Linked DNA regions of Xenopus tropicalis: region 1 is linked to region 2. A link is a contact called in public Hi-C data. All regions are on one chromosome and are shown on one strand. The core of a region is the stretch at or near the end of the contact, and the rest is flanking DNA. Distances in the headings are between cores, read along the strand shown.

The links. Hi-C and Micro-C count contacts between places; a contact is called where the count stands out from the background.
Region 1: a contact with region 2 is called in a Hi-C map of brain, with 2.2 times the contacts expected there. The contact joins the promoter of hypk here to the promoter of serf2 in region 2. A contact is called at or near these places in 2 of 5 Hi-C or Micro-C datasets (brain and neurula embryo).

What each region holds. Positions count from the first base shown.
Region 1 is chr3:107,673,425-107,677,656 of UCB_Xtro_10.0, forward strand. It overlaps hypk (huntingtin interacting protein K), which reads left to right and starts at 2,823. Exons shown (of 4, transcript NM_001127003.1): 1 at 2,823-2,991; 2 at 3,680-3,735. The coding sequence starts at 2,830.
Region 2 is chr3:107,536,748-107,540,774 of UCB_Xtro_10.0, forward strand. It overlaps serf2 (small EDRK-rich factor 2), which reads left to right and starts at 1,493. Exons shown (of 3, transcript XM_004912639.1): 1 at 1,493-1,628. The coding sequence starts at 1,622.

The DNA.
Region 1 (4,232 bases), core at 1,573-4,072, 140 kb after region 2:
AAAGACTCAGCAAATAGCTCAAAAACTCTAAAAGGAAAAAATAATGAAGACCAGTGGAAAAGTTGATAAAAAAACGACCATTCTATAACATGCTAAAAGTTAACTTAAACGTGAACTATCCCTTTAATGAAGGTAAATTAATACATCATATACTGTAACACAAAATATTAAAAGAGCAGCAAGCAATCTATATAACCTGCAGCCAAGTGCTTGCCTCATTTATTGTGATCCTTAAGCTTTGTTGTTTCCAGGGGTGATCCTTTCCGTTGTCATGATGCATCTTGTATAGAGTGTGTGCGGCTTATTTAATCATTTGTGTTAACCAATCATATCACTCACATTTTCTCAAATCTGCCTTCCTATTTTATTCTATGTTGTTTCTCCTGGTTCCCTCAACTCCTACCAAATTCAAATCCACCCTATTTCAAAGCTTCTTTTTTCATAATACAGGTATGGGAAGTGTTATCCAGAATGCTCCGGACCTGGGATTTTCTGGAAAAGGGATCCTTCCATAATTTGGATCTCCATACTATAAGTCTATAATAAATAATTTAAATATTAATTAAACCCAATAGGATTGTTTTGCCTCCAATAAGGAATAATTATGTCTTAGCTGGGATCAAGTACAAGGTACTGTTTTATTATCAAATTTTTCATTTAATAATTAATTTATTTTTTAATTTAATTATTTGATTAAAATGGCATCCATGGGAGATGGCCTTCGCGTAATTTGGAACTGTCTGCATAACAGGTTTCCTTATAACAGATCCAGTAGGCCTTCCCCACATTTAGGGATGCACCAAATCCACTATTTTGGGATTCGGCCAAGAACCAAATCCTTCTTGAAAGATTAAAGATACTGAAGGGTTAAAAAGAAAAAAAATGTACCTTTTGATTTTAAGGATTTGGTTCGGCCAGGCACATGGACTTGGCCGAATCTGAATCCTGCTGAAAAAGACTGAATCTTGGCCGAACCCGAACTGAATCCTGGATTTGGTGGATCCCTACCCACATTATACCTAATCAACTTATATTATCCATTCAATATTTAACTTTCTATTTCACAACCTTGTCATCCCTCACCCAGTCTTGATCCTCAGTCATTTCTCAATTACTTTCCCAGTCTACTACATAGAATTTCATTACTCTCTCTAGTTTATAGCCTTTTATTTTTCCCCAGTTCAAACTTAACTCATGCCCTAAATATATACATATCCAGTACACATTTTATTGTGACCTACCGGACTACTCAAAATCAGCATCTTAAAAATCAGTTAATGTTGGAGACATGTTTAAAAAAGGACTGAGAAGAACACTTTATTTTATTCTTTTCCAGGCTTATATCCAATTTTATTAAGTAGTCATGTCAACAAGATACTTTTTTTCATACTAAATTTTAGCATAATATATTTGTAGAAAATGTGTTTGCTATGATTCAACATAAGTCCTGCGTGGGATCTTGTTGACATGACTATTTGATCTATGAATTGGACTACATCCAGGCATATTTATCTGGACAATACATAGGTTCCTACTTGGAATAATTGTTTTATTAACAGTATCCCATTATACAATGAAACACACACAAAAACTATGGTTGTGTGCAGTTGCCCAATATTTTGGCAAAACATGGAAAACGGAATTACATATTCCCTCTTAGCTGTGCTTTTGTGAGTGGACACAACAAAGTAAGGAGTGCACAGAAGTTTCCATGGAGCCTCATCACTGAGAAGTTACTCAGTTTTTTTTTTAAACATGTTTAAAAGAGATTGTTTTAATACGAAGCGGGCACGTTTATGAACAATAGGCAATTCTACAAGATACTTAAGTTTGTCTCATATTCAGTCATTTTATTTGACCTGGTGCTGTATAATCCAACAAACAGCTTTCCTCTGCAGAGACGTCAACTTTCGAGTCTTTACTTTTGGGTGTGTTTGGGCAACACCTTGTTTAGCCCCCAGCTCTGCCCTTCCCTGTCTCTGAGCTCATTTTAGGAGGATTTAGGTTCTTTTCAGTTGAATAATCGGATTGGAAACAAACATTTTGTGACTTTTTTGTATTTTTTGCGATTTTTTTCATCCCTTTTGTGACTTTTTCGTGAATTGTCGCAATTTTTTCGTAGCTGTTACGACTTGCGCGAATTGTCGCAACTTTTTCGTATTGAGCGCTAGTAAGCGGCGGGCAAACCTTTCCGATTTTTTCGCGACGGCTACGAAAAAGTCACAATTCGCGCAAGTCATAGCAGCTACGAAAAAGTCGCGACAGCGAAGAAAAAATCGCAAAATACCAATCATTACGAAAAAAACGCATTCGGGCACTTTCGATCCGTTCGTGGATTAGTAAATCGGCCCCTATTACTATGGGGAGTGGGACCAGATATCTTCTGATAAACATAGGAGTTTTGATAGGTCGGCATTAGTCAGTTGCATGAAATCAATTAAACTGTCAGCTTTGACTGCCGCAAATGTGCCCAATTGCCAACAAGCATTCTCTTGGACAAATGATTCTGTTAATCCTCATGCCAGAGTAAAACTACTAAACTACAAATATTATTTGTCTTTTAAAATCTTTAGACAAATATCTAAATATTTAAAACACCATTGATGCCCCGTTGTTTCTACGGTAGCAATCAATCTAACGTTTCAGCACAGGAGAAGGCAAAGTTTATGCAAGAACTTTCTTTTCCGGTTTAATGGAACGCATAGTTGTCCCGCCCCCTGCCCAAAGAACGATAGAGATCGCGGAAGTGACGAATGCAATAGGCCAAGAAACCGGAAGCGGCGATTGAAGCGAGTTTTACTGCCTTGTGTTCCGGTACAGGTGGGAAAGATGGCGGCAGAAGGGGATGTTGAGTTAGAATTGGAGACTGAAGAGAACTGCAGCGAGCGTCCTGCCGACAAACCGCGCAAACATGACAGTGGGGCCGCTGATCTGGAGAGAGTGACAGACTATGCCGAGGAGAAAGAGATTCAGAGCTCCAACTTGGAGACGGTGAGAGAGAAATAATAGCCTGGGTTATTGGAAAGGGCATGGACTGATGATCGTTTGCTCTGGATGGCTGCAATAAAGCAATACTTATGTTTACTGTCACTGTTAGGTTATTGTAGAAAGACAGTGGAAGATACTTGCTTGGCAGATCAGGCAGATACAGCTTTTAGCTGGTGTGCGGGGCAATCATTACATGAGTAGAGGCATTATTAAAGGGGAAATACTGTGCCAGGAGGAATAATGATTTCCTTGCAATTTACTCATCCACATATAGAAGGAACATGCTCTTACTAGATAACCTTTGCATTGGTTTCCCATATACTCCTAACACCAGCCTGGCATTTGACTCTCACTGGTTACCTGCCCTGGCTGCACTGTATCATGCCAGCCAGCTGCCATCTTGTAAGTGGGCATTACAGCAGAGCTGCAATTAGCTTCCTAAATTCTACTTTACTTCTGGGGAAGGAAGGTTAGAACAAACCCGTCCATTTGGAACAAGAGGTTACTGGTGTGCTAGACTTAAGGCCGAACTTAAATAAAGTTACCAGGGGCAACAAAGTGAGTGAGAATTCAACACTGCTTTCCCTTTAACTGTATTGAAACATTGTTCATACATTTTGAATGACTGCTTATGAAGAAAGAACTCTGTGTTCCAAGACTGGTATTCTAATCTCACCTGTCTTTTGTGCAGGCCATGTCAGTGATTGGAGACAGAAGATCAAGAGAACAGAAAGCAAAACAGGAGAGGTAATTGCAATACCATATACAACATTTTATACTGGCCCTTTCCATTGCATTGTAATCAGGTCTCATTTAAAATGTAGAATGGAGTTTTATAAAGTAGAGTATTACTGGGCAGTGTCATTACTAATGGGTTCAACAGATATGGACTGTTTAGCATCTGGTTGCTGTCAGTAAGCTGCGGGATCATGTAGTAGTGTCAAAGGCTCAGTGTGACTGAAACACATTGGAGAGGCTTTAAATTGTGCCACATACTTGGTACCCATGCCATAATAGATCTTGTTAGGAGTAATATAATGAAAGCTAATGACTCCTGTGGCTTTGTAGTAAGCAACCTCTGCTGTACTGTAGATTCTGGCAAGGATAGTTGTCCACTGGTGGCCTTTTAGCCTGTGTCACTAGTACACTGATTATCCAAAAATTATGCAGCAGTCTGTTGAATAGAGTGTCGCTACTACTTTTGAGGTTTATTGGGAGTGTTATGGTTTTTACCAAATATGAAG
Region 2 (4,027 bases), core at 243-2,742:
TGTACTTAAAATGCCAGGGCCTATTTTGAATCTCAGTCCAGGCCTGATTGTAGTTCTCCTTTAATATTAAGCTATTTTATTTTTAAAAAAGTGGGAAAGGTGTATGAATCTATGTTTTTTTTAATTATTATTTTCAAGTAATGAAATAAGATACAAATTTAATTTAATTTATTTAATTATGAACGTCATTTGTTCAGTGTTTCCTATAGATTTATATGGGAAGCAATTTTTGACCACTACTGTTTCCGACCTCATATTAGCAGTGTTTAAAAGCCTAAAGTCCTTTGGGGTTTAAATACATACCAGCCTAGCACTCTGATTTTGGCCCATTTTTCCAGGCAGATTTGCTTCAGTGTGTTCAGCTTTGTTTGATGACTATTGTGTATCTCACTTTACAAATAATGCCACCGATTCCCAAATGGATTCAGAGTAGGATTGCTACTTCTGGAAAAAATACTGGTCTTCCTAAATTTTTGGTGCCCAATTAATTACATTGGCATCAGGCATAGTTTTTACTGTTCAGTCTAGTAAAATACTATCCAGGTGGTAATGATTTGAGGAGCCTTCTGAGTTCTTGAACAGCAGTGAAACTAGATGCTACTGAGCCCCGCTAAATATTCAATTTACGGACTCCCAAAATGTCTAATAGTTCATTAATATGGTTGCAACCAGAGTCAGATTGGTGGCCCACCGGAAACCCATCAGATATCGACCGTCTCACCAATCGGGTGGGACAAAAGATTTTGGTTGGGCACCGTTGAAGGCGCCTGAGTAAAATCTGCGTTTAGGGCTGAATTGTCAGGTGGAGGTAGAATCCCTATTGTTTTTACCTAAGGCATGCACTGCAATCTTTATGTTTTTCCTGGTATGGTGGGCCAGTCCAAACTTGGTTGCCATCTGGCCAGTAAACATTATACTTGATGTCAATGTTAGTAATAGGGAAAAAAGTAAACTGTTAAGAAAAGTTGGCAACCCTGCTTACCAGTTTGATAAGCATACAGTACATTCGGCCTGCTCATTCATCAGGGCCACAATTGGACCTCTGAATTTCAGCACCCCTTAATCACAGGGTCTTTTTCATTTGTAGCTATACCTATTATTAAGCCACTCAGTGTTATTTTGACCTTGTGTTCCACAGAATTCATGGTAAAGTTGGATAATTCACCCAGGTTTCATTTGGAGGTATGCAATTGCATTTTAGCCTGTATTAGCCAGGGCACACCATATACTTTAAATCGTCGGGCCACCTTTCAGACAACTTACAAGTTCGACTTTTGAGAGATATATTAAAGGTAAAGGCTTGAATTTGAATTTCTCTTCACATTACTACGGTGTACATGCTAAGCCACTATCAACGACACAACAAAAACATCAAACTCCACCACTCCTATGTGATAACACACACGTAGACACGCCCCCTAACTAACAATTGGCTAGAACGCCAAGACGGGCGGAGCTATTGTACATGTAGAAAGAACTTATTGCTCAGTTGTTTCGAGACAAACACTGATGCCACGTGATCAGGATTAGCCAATAACTGAGCACGACTGAGAGTGAACGGCTGCGGACGGAGGAGGAAGTTGGAGCTCGGCAGACGACTTGGTTACGGGACACCGGAGAGATGACTCGTAAGTATGACAGTGAATGCTAGCGTTTGGAAAGGTAGAAGATAGGACTGTGCAGCTTTTGCAGTAAATCTCCGTAGTCTCTTGCTGGCACTATGGCTGGGGCCGTGTTAGAGACTGCGGCCTTGTGTGCCACGTCAATCAGGGCCTGGGCTACCCAGGAGCGTGTGGAGATAATGAAGGCAAAGAAGGACTGTTATCTCAGCCTCTCCCCACTCTTACTGGCCTCCATGTATACAGTGCTGTATTGTGCCTTATACAGGCGGGCCCTGCCCTACAGACACACGGCCGGACCTGCAGGAGTTAATTCTATGTTTGTGCCCTGGGGCAAAGTCCTCTCTCCCAGCAGCACCGCCTTGCTCTTTGGCTCCGGCGCTTTACATTTGTCTTTATGGATTCTTGTGCTGGTTTATAGATACATGTTAATAATAGGCGCTTATATAGCCTGGGAGTTGTGCCCAAAAGTTCCATCCCCACTGCCCTTCCCCTGTACTAGGGGTCTGTACTAGCTCTGTAGTGCACCATGGCTTGGTACGGAGCCCTGAGAGTAAGTACAGGGATCCCTTGGGGTACTAAATCAAACGCCTTATTTATTTTTTTTTTTGCACTAAAAGCACCAAATCCTGAAAGTAAAATAACAGTTCACTTGTGGTTGTTAGAAGCACAGGAAGACCAGATAATCGCTTCACTAACAAACCCACTGTACAATGAGTTGTTGCTTATCTGAAAGCCTAAAGCTGGCCATACACGCACACATATAATCATACAAGACTATGCTTCGTATGATTTTCAGACCCTGTGTGGTTTCGGAATTATTGTCCCTATAATTTTCATACCATGGCGAATGGTCGTTTAGTTGATCGAAGAGCTTAAAAAATTTTGGTTGGATAACAATAAAATCTGCACATGTATTGTGTATCTGACAATGTCCGTGGGGGGCCTACAGTGTGTTTCCAGAAAGTCACTTTTGTAAGATTGGCGTCTCCCAACTACTTCATCCTACAATTCAAGTCTGAATGTTGGTCTTAGATCATTGCATTTAAACATACGATCGATTTCTGAACTTTCGTCAGAAAAAGACTAAAATCTGAATGTTTATGGCCAGTTTAAAGGAGAAGGAAAGCAAAGTCACTTGGGGGTGCCAAAATGTTAGGCACCCCCAAGTGATTTAAATCACCTACCTTTTACCCTGGGCTGGTGCCCCTGTTCGGAGAGAACAGCACCAGCCCGGGGTAGCTGCAGCGCTTCCTGTTCACTCGCATGTGCAATAGAGTGAAAAGCGGAACTTTAACAGAGAAGTCGGCTTTTCACTCTACTGCACATGCGCCGGTCGTGGGGTCCCAGCCAAACGAAGCAGGAAGCGCTCGCTACAGGTACCCCGGGCTGGTGCGGTTCTCTCCCAACAGGGGCACCAGCCCAGGGTACAAGGTAAGCGATTAAAGTCACTTGGGGGTGCCTACCATTTTGGCACCCCCAAGTGACTTAGCCTTTCCTTGTCCTTTAACAGAGGTTGCAAATGGGAGAAGGGAGGGGTTTGTTTACAGAGAGGGCTTCTCAGTAAGCTGGTTGTTTTGGTTTGATTGTTTTGACATGAGCTCATTCAGTTGGGTTTATTTAAAAAAGGTGCATAAATGCTATCTGTGCTGTAAGTACACTTATACACAGACATACAAAATTCTTCAGACTGAAAGGAAACCATATTCCCACTCTCCTTAGACTCACAGTGAAATGCAGCCTTTACCTCATCTTGTTCCATTGTGAAGTGATGGATTCTGCACTTTGAACTCCCAATACTTTCCTTAGTGGGTGGTGCACAGATTCACTTCAGCAGAGAGACTTCAAGCCAAAGAGATACTTCAAGCCTCCCTTAATTCATGGCAGAACAAGGCGAGGAAGACGTTGGATCACTCTGTCAGCCCAAGAGAGTTGGGGAAATGGTTCCTGCAGCACAGGCTGAATATAGTGGTTTTGGGTTTTTTTCTGTGACATCAGGTGTTTGTTGGGGAAATGATGGTCCTATATAAATAATAATAATAAGTTTATGTACCTGCTTTGGTAAAAGTTGTGTGTTTTCTTTACAAACCCTACTATAGTCTATATAAACAAGCTGCTGTGTAGCTATTTAAAACCATTTATTCATGAATCAACATTTTTTTTTTTAGCTGTAATATAGGTGTGTAGGCGCCATCTCAGTGCATTGTGTCTGAGCTTTCAGAAGGAGACACATTAGAACTGCTTTCAGCAGGTTACCTATTGTTTCTCCTACTCCCATGTAACTGGAGGAGTCCCAAGCCGGACTTGGATTTCTTACTATTAGTTGCTATTCTGAGATCTACTGGGAGCTGCTATCTTGCTCCCTTCCCATTGTTCTGCTGATCGGCTGCTGGAAGTGGGGGGGATAT